3 separate regions of the Sus scrofa genome follow, and regions 1 and 2 are each linked to region 3. Evidence: chromatin contacts called from public Hi-C and HiChIP or PLAC-seq data. All regions are on one chromosome and are shown on one strand. Each heading gives the region's core, a stretch centred on a gene start, on an enhancer-like site or on the middle of the called end of the contact. The rest is flanking DNA. Distances are from core to core; before and after follow the strand shown. Region 1 overlaps CLSPN (claspin). Region 2 holds the start of PSMB2 (proteasome subunit beta type-2). Region 3 holds the start of C6H1orf216 (UPF0500 protein C1orf216 homolog).

Region 1 (3,713 bases), core at 492-2,991, 55 kb after region 3:
TGAAGGCCTGGTAAAAACAGATTGTTGGACCCCATTCCCAGAATTTCTGATTCAGTATGTCTGATGTGAGGCCCAAGAACCTGCATCTCTAACAAATTCTCAGGTGATGTTAATGCAGCCGGTATGGAGAGCACACTTTGAGAACCAAGGGCTTTCCTGGCTCATAGTAGGGAAGTCAGTCAAGTCAGTTTAATTTGTTAAACATTAACTCACTCACTTGACAACTATATTATTCTTCTTGTACACCCTCTGGAAGTGAATAAATGAGATGATACTTCTGATATTAGCATTTCCAGAACTAATTAGCATTTTCCTCTCTTTGGGGAGCACCTCTTCAGTCACCAGAGAAACAGAGAGGGAGCTCTGATTTGGACAATAGGTGGCAGGAGTGAACTGAGAAGGGGAAATCTTTTGTTCTGTGTATTAACTTGGGCCAAGCTAAAGTGGGTCTGTATTTGAAGTTAGCAATCTGTATTCCTAATTTTGGTGAGAATAGAGCGCCATAATCCAATTCACCAGTTCAGAAATCTGGAAGTCACTTTGACTCCTCTTTGTCTCTTGATTCTCAAGGTTAATCATCCAACAAGCTCTGTTTATGAAGTTGATAGAGGGAGGTGAAGGTAAGGTCTGGAGTGTTCACTTGGCAGGAATTAGCCTTGAACCTCTTCCATAAATGGCTTTGTGATTTTAGATAGGACATTTAGCTTCTCGAGCCTTGTTTTCCTTATCTGTAGTTAGGAAACATTGGATTAGACCATGCCTCTCAAATTGGCTTGATTGGCAGAGCACCTGAAAGTATAAGAATACAGGAAATAGGAGTTCCCGTCGTGGCGCAGTGGTTAACGAATCCGACTAGGAACCATGAGGTTGCAGGTTTGGTCCCTGCCCTTGCTCAGTGGGTTAACGATCCGGCGTTGCCGTGAGCTGTGGTGTAGGCTGCAGACGCGGCTTGGATCCCGCGTTGCTGTGGCTCTGGCGTAGGCCGGTGGCTACAGCTCTGATTCAACCCCTAGCCTGGGAACCTCCATATGCCGCGGGAGCGGCCCAAGAAATAGCAAAAAGACAAAAAAAAAAAAAAAAAAAAAGAATACAGGAAATACATTTCAATACTGACACATTTATTTGGGTCATATAAATTAGGAAATGTTTTCACTAGTAGGATCTATAATTATATCACAAAAAATCAATACAAAAAATTAATTATGAAAATATTGGTGTTCCCATTATGGCTCAGTGTTAACGAACCCGACTAGTATCCATGAGCATGCAGGTTCAATCCCCGGCTTCCCTCAGTGGGTTAAGGATCCTGTGTTGCCACGAGCTGTGGTTATGTCATAGACTCAGCTTGGATCCCGAGTTGCTATGGCTGTGGTGTAGGCCGGCAGCTGCTGCTGATTTGACCCCTAGCCTGGGAACTTCCATATGCCACAGGTGCTTGTGGCCCTAAAAAGACAAAAAAATTAATTAATCAATTATGAAAAAATAAGCTGTGTAATTTAACACATTCAGCCCATTCCAAAGTTCTATTTATATTTGCTTGCTGGCAGACAAACAAAAACAGATTCCAAAGGCCTAAGAAAGTTTGGAGGGATAAAGTTGAGCAAATTATGTCTTTTACTTCATCTTTTCTGTGAATTGAGAAAGTCTACCATGTTAAATTTTTAGTACTCTTCCCTGTCTGGAATTGAAGTGTGAGAAATGTTTGCTTTTCTCAAGGTCTTGGCTGCTAAATCTTCATCCCTGGAGAAGCACTGCCACCATGTGACAGGGCTTGGTCATGTCAGTCCATCTAGTGCCTGTAGTTACTCTATCCTAAAACCTTTTTCTTCTTTGCTTCATTTTAAAATTATTCAACGAATTGTTTAAATTTTCCTTTGGAATAGTGAAGTAATTACATCTTCTAGAATCTGCTTTCAAAAACAATTTTGTACTGTAATTCCATATAGTTATAAAGCTTCTCCAGGAGAATGCCTGCTTAGAGGCCAGAACTATTTTTCTTGCTTGATGTGGTGTACTCCCTGACCTTTAAAAATGGCACAGGACCTGACACATAGTGGATGCATAATAAATAATTGTTGAAAGAATGATTAAAATAAGCACAAGGAGTTCTCTAGTGGCTCAGCGGGTTAAGGATATGCTGTTGTCCCTGCTGTCGCTTGGGTTCCTGCTTTGGCACTAGTTCAGTCCCTGACTAGAGAACTTCTGCATGTCATGAGCACAGCAAATAAAATAAAATAAGCCTAAAAAATGAAACTAAACAAAATACCAGGGCCTTTTCCTGAGACGTGATAGCACACACACCATCAGCTATTTTGTAGGCAGAAGCTCCTTTACTGTAAATTTTGGCAACCTAAAATACATATCAAATATTCATCCACTCATTCAGCAAGACTTGAGTCCCTATTTTAAGCCTAAGCTAGACACAGAGAATACAAAGATAAATAAAATACAGTCTAGTTCTCAGAGAGCTTCCCATTGCTGTTTGAAGTTAGGCAAGTAAAAAGGCATGTGTAATAGAAATGTATACAAACAGCTGTGGGGGCCCTGATTTTGCCTGGGGCAATTCAGGGGGAGATGACTCCTAAACTGAGTTTCAAAGATGGATTGGAATGTTCCTGGCTGGCACGGGAAGAAGGCATTCCAGGTATGTGCAAGGGCTTGATGAAGCATGTTGTGTTGGGGAACTGAAAGTAGGTCAGGGCAGCTAGAGCACGGGGTGTGTGTTTGGGTTGTGGCGGGGGGTGGGGAAATGGCCAGAATTGGGAAGGCTAAAAGTTAAACAGGGAACAACAAGTCTGGAATGCTATGCTTAGAGCTTAGTTTTTAGACAGTCTGAATGGGCAGCTGAGGGTAGTGGTGGTGGAGGGAGTTATTAAGAAGGAGAGCAACATGGTTAGATGTATGCTTGAGAAAGATTATTCTGGCAGCATATGAAAGATGGATTGGAAGGGGATTAAACTGCAAGGAAGACCAGTTATCTAGGTGGGAGATTATAGAGACCTGAACTAGGTCAGTGATAGTAACAATAGAGAGGAGGAGATGGATTGGGGGAAAAGAGGCAAAATTGACAGGGCTTGTTGATGAATAATCTTGAGGGGCAAGGGACAGTAGAATCAATGTAAAACTAGTAACTCTCAGGTTTCTGGACTGGTGAATGCCAGACTAGGATGCCAATCACCAAAATTGAGAATACATACAGGTCACTAAATCTAAATACAGACTCACTTTAGTTTGGCACAAGTTAATGCAGAATAAAAGATTTCCCCTTCCTAGCTCACCTCTGTCTGCTCTTTGTCCAAATCGGAGCTCTCTCTCTTGGCTTTTCTGGTGACTGAAGAGGTATCCCGCAGGCACAGACCCTTCTCTTCTTTCCAGTTCCAAACTTCTATGTATGCAGCTCCCAAAACATTAACTCAGCAGCTATTAGTATCTCCTTCATATGTTTTTTCTTCAATTCCCTTTTCCTTTTCTGGCTACCTACCCAGGGAAAAAAAACATATATGAGAAATTCCTCTGGCCTGCTTTATTCAGTTTCCCATACAGCCTTATTCTTCAGTTTTTGTAAAAACTCAAGTGTTTTCACAACTCAACCCTCCCTCAAGCTTTATAGAAATTTGATGGCTTACAGTGAGAGTAGTGTTGGTTTATTTATTTATTACTTTTTTTTTTCTTTTTAGGATTGCACCCGAGGCATATGGAACTTCCCAGGCTAG
Region 2 (3,758 bases), core at 826-3,325, 61 kb before region 3:
ACACTAGTTCATGCTAAACTTACCTGTATGTCAAAGGCCTCAGTCTTCAAAGTAATGGATAGATTTACCCTCAAAAAAATAAACTGACTCCTTTGGAAAACTCGGTTTACAAATAAAACTTCTACAAATTAATCATGGACTTTCATAAAGAAATTTGACTTGAGGAACAATCCATACCATAGATGTTTAACAACTTAATTTTTCATTCCTTAAGCCCCAAATGAATTGGCATTTGCCCTCGAAGCCTTCCAGTTTCTACAACTAGAATCTCTTCCTCCTCTGGATTACCTAAAAACAATCTCTGCTTCCTCAGCACTACCCAAGAAGTTTGAAGTTTGATTGTATCTTTTATATGCAGCATCACTTTCTTCTTTTCCTTTTTTTCTTTTTTTTTTTTTTGCTTTTTAGGGCTGCACCAGAGGCATACGGAGGTTTTCAGGCTAGGGGTCTAATCAGAGCTGTAGCCACAGGCCTACACCACAGCCACAGCCACACCAGATCTGAGCCACATCTGCGACCTACACCACAGCTCATGGCAACACTGGATCCTTAACCCACTGAGCAAGGGCAGAGATCAAACCCACAACCTCATGGTTCCTCATCAGCTTTGTTTCCACTGAGCCAGAACGGGAACTCCAGGATCACTTTCTAGCTTGTTAAATTATTTGTACATATATCTGAATCCTTTATTAAACTGAAACGTCCAGATTAGGGCCACATCTTACTCTTCTTTGCATTCCTTCAGCACCTAGCACTGTAATGAACATACAGGTGCCCAAAACCTATCTGTCAAAAGAACATCAAATCATCTGCAAAGAGTAACAATTTTTCAACATCAGTAATGTTTATGAAAACCTACTCTTGGATTCTGCAGATCAACAACCAAAAATCTTTTAAACATTGTTAAAATACTAACTAGGGAGACAGTATAGTATAGCACTTATGGCAAAAGATAGGGAGTCAAACTGCACAAGTTAATCTGGGTTCTGCCACTTGCAGCCTTACGCAAGGTTCTCAACGTTTTTGCCTGTAAAGTGTACTCTGTAAAGTGGCAATGTAATAGTGCCCATCTCAAAGGGTTAATGAATTAATATAAGTTGCTTAAAATTATACATACCTAAGTGCTTGGTATGTTTATTACTAAGTATTTGTTACGGTGCTAAACATTTGCACAAAACTTCTTCACTCAATCCTTGCAACAAGATTTTGAGGCTGTTATTACTAACTTGATTTAGCAGATGAGGAAATCTGGGCACTGCAAAATAACTTGCACAAAGTCATAAAGCAAGTAAGTGACAGGGCTCCAGTTTTCTAAGTCCTCTAACTACTTAAATAGAAGGAAAACGTGGCAGCCAATGCCCTGGAAAAGAAGGATCAGCGCTAAGACAGGGGAAGATATAGTCAGTCAATGGAAACTGCCAGATTTCTAGCCCCATAGTCTCTTTCACTCTCCCTGGGAGCACCTGCTGCTGCCATCAAACTGACCTCATCAATTGCGATAAGAGGAAATTTATCAGAGATTGGGGGTCTAGGGATCCTGGAGCTGGCTGGCGCTTACACACTTAAAAACTATTTTCCATTAAGCAACTCTCGCCTACCAAGCATTCAGCAAAAGCCAGAGCAAGTACTGACTCAGAAGCCCTGGGAAGAACGAAAGTCAAGGCCCTAAACTTGTCTGCCTGTCTCTTAATTCTAAAATTAAGTAAGCGCAGACCAAGGCAGGCGGGGTTTCACCTCCCAGACCTTTCTGGTACTCACCCCAAACCCCTTCACCCCCACCCCTACCCCGACTCCTCCCCCGCTGCCTCTAAATCCAGGCCCAGCAGGGCCTCCCCTGCTTCCTCTCACCGTCCTTCATCTGGACAATATTGCTAGCTGCCACCTGGTCGGAAGCGACAAGGACATAGTCGGGACCCTGGATGCCAATGAGATACTCCATAGTGACAGGAGGCCCGGGCCTGCAGGTTCGACAGAGCGCGGGACTGGCCGACTTCTCGGCCTCACCGGTGAGACAGCACCGCCGAGCGAAGCTCCGCGCGACGCAGGCCGCGCGACCTTCCCGGCAGCCGGCGCTCCTAGATGACGTTCAACTGTCGCGAGAGGTTGGAAGGTGGGCGTGGCGATTGGTGGCTTAAAGTCTGTTATCGCTTTGTGACTATACGTCGTGTCTTGAAATCTGGACTGCATAGGCCAATTACCTTCGGTAATGCCTCGTTTCTTTATTTATAACAGAATTTAAAACTCGCTTGGGAAGCCAAATATAATGGAAGAATAAAAGTAATTTAAAAAAATAAATAAAAATAAAACTCACTTGGGGAGGAAATCACGCACCGTATGTAAAGTGTACATGTGTGTGCCAAAAGGCATACGTCCCTAGATGGCCGTTTCCATTCTCTCCTCGGTAAATCCCAGGAACCCCTTCCCTGCAAACTAGATTAGACTGGAAAAAGAGCCTTTGAAAGGAGCCCTGGTTACATGCTTCATAAAGGTAAAATGTGGCTGTATTAAAGATCTAAGCATGAAAACTAAAATCATGAAAGGTCTATTTATAGACGTTCCAACCCCAAATTATATGTAGTTATTTCTGGTAACAGTGATTTGAGGGAAGCACTTTCACTTTCTATTTTATACACATCTGTTATTTGAGTGTTTCTCAAGGCTCACATATCACTCATTTTTTAATAGGAGAAGGCACAGCCATCCCTTTATATCTTGCAGGCATTGCGGGGGATGGGGGGGGGACTGAAATATTCCATGATCAGTTTCTGACATTGGAATAGTTTCACAGTTGAGTCTCCATGCTAGCCTTACTAACCTCCTCAGAAATGGAAAACTGGTTGCAATTGTATCTACAAAAACAGCTATACAATTCACTTGCTTCTGCAGAAATGGGTGGTCCTTACTCTCTTAGGAATGTTTCTTCCAGCTCTCTGCCCATGAAGGAACACAGAGCTTGAGTTTGGGACAGCCCATCTATCATGGGATGGATGCCAGGGGCAAATGAGGTCATTAAGTCAACCATCCCACTATGAACACAGATACATCCATCATCCTAGAAAGCTCCTTTTCTTAAACACTACTGGGGAAGAAGTCTCTCAAGCCTCTCTCTGTTTCTCTCTCTTTGTCATTGTGTGTGTTTGTGTTTTTCAGTTGCAAAAATTACATAGTTACATTTTATATACATGCATACACAAGTAATACAGAAGTGAAGTTAAATATCTCTCCTCCCACCAGAGGTAGCTACCCACCAGATGTGTATCCTTCCAGACCTTTTTTCTTTTGTATATACCGATATTCATTCATTCATAAAGGCTGCAAAATTCTGAATTGGAAAAATCCAATTTTTAAAAAGGACCTAAAAAAAAAAAAAAGAAGAAAAAGAAGGAAGGACCTAAGTATCTTTTAGTCTGGCCCTTTCCTCCCTGGGACTCTTGAAATCTCCTCTAGCTAAGTCACACTAGAGATTCTGTAACTTCTTGTTAGTATAGAGGAAAGTGGATTTGCAAGAAATAACTTGTTTTATCTCACTAAGAATTGGGGAGAATTGGGAAGTTCCCTGGTGGCACAGCAGGTTGTGGATCCAGCACTGCCACAGCTATGGTACAGGCTGCAGGGTCGTGGGATTGAACCCTGGCCCAGGAGCTTTCGCACGCATAAGGCAGGGGGCGGGGGAGATCCCGTTGTGGCTCAGCAGGTTAAGAACCCAACTAGTGTCATGGGGATGCTGGTTAGTACCCTGTCGTCATTCAGTGGGTTAA
Region 3 (3,807 bases), core at 673-3,172:
CCCTAACCTGGAAACCTCCATATGGCAGGGTGTGGCCCTAAAAAGCAAAAAAAAAAAAAAAAAAGTAAATTTGTCATGGCTCCCCCCAACAAACTCTGGCTAAACCCCTTTATGGCCTACAAGGCCGTGCTTCATCTGGCCCCTGCTCACGGCTCCAGAATTGCTTCTTGCCACTCTGCCCCTCCCACCACCCCAAACTGCTCAGAGATCTCAGGACACACCATTATTCTCATTACACAGTTCCCTTGGCCTACACTACCCTTCCTCTCCCCTTCCCTCCAAACTCCTCCCTTTGCCACCCAGACAATTCCTTTTTGTACCTCAAAACTCAGCTCTAATAGCCCCACCTCTCTAAGCCATCTGGATATTCTCCCCTCTGCCCAAAAGACACTAACACAGCTAACTGTGCCTTCTTCTGAATCCCCACTGCCCTGGGTCTTTTTGCCATTTTCTTGGGCTGCTCCTGCGGCACATGGAGGTTCCCATGCTAGGGGTCGAATTGGAGCTGTAGCTGCAGGCCTACGCCAGAGCCACAGCAACGCGGGATCCGAGCCGTGTCTGCAACCTACACCACAGCTCACGGATCCTTAACCCACTGAGCAAGGCCAGGGATCCTAGTCGGATTCGTTAACCACTGAGCCATGACGGGAACTCCCATGTTTGTTTCTTGATGGTCAGTAAATGTCTATTCAAGTTTTTGGGGTTTTGCTTTTTTATCTGTCTTACAATAGCAGCTTCCACTTCTGGCTCTGTGACTAGAGATAGAATTCCTCTATATATCTTCCATCATATTCAGGAGCCAGTATGGAGCCTGGCACTAACCAGGTACAGTAGATCCTTGCCGAGTGAGTGTGTGAATGGGGGAGGGGGACTGCAGTGGGATATCTATGCTCAGGAAGACCCCAACAACAGTAGCAGAGGCTACAGCTGAAGCCTAGGTTCGCCCCTCTGCTCAGAGAGGAACCCCCTCCCCCACTGACAAGCCTCTCTCCCCTGACCCGGCCCTTTGAAGCCTCCATGTCTAGCACAATCCCGGTGCCCCTGCCTCTAGCTTGCTCCATCCTGAGGCCCTGGAAAGAGGGCATGCCCCATTATTCTTCCTCCCCAACAACCGACCTCTCCCAAAATTAGTGTTTACTTGACGAGAGCTTTCTATTGACCATATATTACTAGGATTCGAAAAAGTGGGGGTTCAGTAAGAGTGAGGGATAGTGTAAGTGGAGGGAGCAGGGACCCTTCCCACATTCAGTAGTGGGAAGAGGTCCTAGGAGCAACGGTTTAGGGACAGTCCCTTTGTAACCTACACACTCCATCCTGTTAAGCAAGGGGCTTGGAGATCTTCCTGGCCCAATGTTTTCTTTTTTTCTAAGCTTGGGCGGGGGCCGTGAGGGAAGCTGGGATGAGTGGAGGTGGTACTAAGAATCACGGGGTTCTCAGAGACGGTAAAATGGGAATGGAGACAGCCCAGGATCAGGTTTCTCTCCAAGCTAATTAGCAATTTGCCGAGGTGGGGCGCTCTGTAAGGGTGGGAGGAGGCAGCCCCCCTTCCTGCCTAGCCTTGAGGGGGTGGGGGAAGGAGACTACCCCGGGAGACCGAGGATACTGACGGCCCTTCCTTAATCTCCCCCAAAGAGGCAGCTGGGCCGAGGCTGCGACCCCCGCCCCCTGCGGCAGGGGTCCAAACCCTCCCGCTCCGGGCCCCCACTCACGGCCTGGAGGCGCCGGCCCGCCCAGCTAGCTCTGTTCCGAAGGCCCGCGGCGGGAACTCTTCCGTCGGGGTTGTGGCGGGGGCGGGGGGGGGTTGTCCCTTGGCCTGGGCGTCCACGCGGGCAGGGGCGTGGGTGCGGGTTTTCGTGTCGCGCTCCCACCCAGGCCGGGACTGCGGAGTCGCGCGGCGTCAGCGCGGCGGGGCGGGGCGGCCAGGCCCACGTGGGTCGGTTCGGTTTTCCGCGGAGCCGCGCGAGGGCCGGAGCGCTGGAACCGCCTCCTGAGCCTTCGGCACCTTTGACCCAGCCCTTGCAGACTCTGTTTTATTTCATAACTGCGTTCACAGGATCCCTCCGATCGGTTTGCCTCACTGCACATTCAGTGACATTTTCAGAATGAAAATCTGATCATGTCTCCACCTTCCTGCCTAAAACCATTCAATGGCTTCCGCATTGCAGGCTAAATCCTTAGGGCAGCAGCCGTGGGGCTCTGAGCATCCTGCTTCACCTCTGCGGCTTCAGCCTGTGCCCTCGCCTCTGCAGCTGGGCTTCACGCCCCTTCTGCCACACTGTTCTCTCTGCCGAAAATTCTCTCCCCCATCTCATATTTCGGATCTCTTCTCAGAAAAACCTCTAACCTCCCAGATCAGATTAGTCCCCCCTTTTTATGTTATCCTCCAGGGTGTTTTATTCCTTTTCTTAATAGCAGCTATCACCATTTAAAGTTATATGTTTCTTTTGTGCTTATCTGATTAAAGTCATTTAATGAACAGAGTAATTGCTGACTCTATTGATAAAACCGAAAAGCACTGGCTGTTAAGGAGAGGCAGCCCCAGAAAAAAATATGGGACAAATTTAGCCTTCAGGTCATAGGATCTTCCAGAAGATCCCTTCTACACCCTCACCTTTACTGGACAAACCAAGCAATTGGCTATAACTTCCCCATGCTCCCCCCTCCCCCTGCCAATTAAAAACAAGCACAACTAGGAGTTCCTGTTGTGGCTCAGCAGTTAACGAACTGACTAGTGTCCATGAGGACTATGGTTCGATCCCTGGCCTCACTCTGTGGGTTAAGGTTCTGGCAGGCCATGGTGTAGGTCACAGACGCGGCTAGGATCCAGCGTTGTTGTGGCTATGGTGTAGACCGGCGGCTACAGCTCCAGTTGGACCCCTAGCCTGGGAACCTCCATAAGCCATGGGTGCGGCCCTACAAAAGACAAACAACAACAACAACAAAAACCCTCAACTAAACTAATATGGATTCATTTTTGAGTCGTAATACATTAGAAAATACCATTGTCTTTCCCCCTCCTTTCTTTTGCTTTTTTTTTTAAGAGAATTTGAGTCTGATCTCTATGATGAGGCATCCTCTTCCATTCCCAGCTTAATTCTAACTTCCCACTCTGCAATAGAGATTAAATGGCAAATTAAATCACACCAACACATCCTGTAAACAAAATAAAGGAAGTGGAAGAGAAAAATCATTTTATGATTAGGACAACTATTTTAAGAGAGAAAAGGAAATAAAACGGAAAAGGAAGAAGTAACTCAAGCTTTGGGTACTCCCCCAGCTAAAAATATATATGCGGAGGGAGTTCCCATTGTGGCATAGAAGAAACAAATCTGACTAGTATCCATGAGGATGTGGGTTTGGATGTGGGTTTGCCTCACTCAGTGGGTTAAGGATCCAGCCATGAGCTGTGGTGTAAGTCGAAGATGCGGCTTGGATGCCCACTTGCTGTGGCTGTGGCATAGGCTGGCAGCTGCAGCTCTGATTCAATCCCTAGCCTGGGAACTTCCATATGCCGTGGGTGTATCTCTGAAAAAAAAAGAGCAAAAACCAAAAAAATGTATACACATGCAGAGACCTCCATCCCATTTCTACATCAGGTCCTGAGGCCTAACTAGCCTCCCTTTCCCCTTAATCACTCTAACTTCCCCTTACCTTCAGCTGGAGTTGTCTTCCCTAGGAAGTGACCCAAATCCTCACTTGTGAAGTCTCTGAGCTTTGGCGGTCTACAGTAATGCCAGTCTCCCCATGTCACACAGCCACAACATTGTTTGATTGTTTGGTGGGCCCTAGACAGCTCCTCCTGCCTCT

Evidence for each region. Hi-C and Micro-C count contacts between places; a contact is called where the count stands out from the background. HiChIP or PLAC-seq counts read pairs in DNA pulled down with a chosen protein or histone mark.
Region 1: a contact with region 3 is called in a Hi-C map of skeletal muscle, with 2.2 times the contacts expected there. The contact joins the enhancer-like site here to the promoter of C6H1orf216 in region 3. A contact is called at or near these places in 1 of 5 promoter capture datasets (liver), 4 of 47 Hi-C or Micro-C datasets (embryonic fibroblasts, epiblast stem cells and skeletal muscle) and 2 of 2 datasets of contacts at active chromatin or transcription factors (alveolar macrophages and skeletal muscle).
Region 2: a contact with region 3 is called in an H3K27ac HiChIP or PLAC-seq map of alveolar macrophages. The contact joins the promoter of PSMB2 here to the promoter of C6H1orf216 in region 3. A contact is called at or near these places in 2 of 47 Hi-C or Micro-C datasets (fetal skeletal muscle and fibroblasts) and 1 of 2 datasets of contacts at active chromatin or transcription factors (alveolar macrophages).

The regions. Positions count from the first base shown.
Region 1 is chr6:91,944,105-91,947,817 of Sscrofa11.1, forward strand. CLSPN (claspin) reads right to left here. Exons shown (of 26, transcript XM_021095923.1): 2 at 3,279-3,477. Among named protein-coding and RNA genes, the nearest start is that of CLSPN, 22 kb to the right of the region's middle. Within about 2 kb of position 1,742, at least 18 of the 83 cell types and tissues checked have an H3K27ac peak or open chromatin away from gene starts, as enhancers often do. A contact at or near this core is called in liver and skeletal muscle, where this site is marked.
Region 2 is chr6:91,827,867-91,831,624 of Sscrofa11.1, forward strand. It overlaps PSMB2 (proteasome subunit beta type-2), which reads right to left and starts at 2,076. Exons shown (of 6, transcript XM_021095920.1): 1 at 1,849-2,076. The coding sequence starts at 1,939.
Region 3 is chr6:91,888,581-91,892,387 of Sscrofa11.1, forward strand. It overlaps C6H1orf216 (UPF0500 protein C1orf216 homolog), which reads right to left and starts at 1,923. Exons shown (of 2, transcript XM_021095921.1): 1 at 1,710-1,923.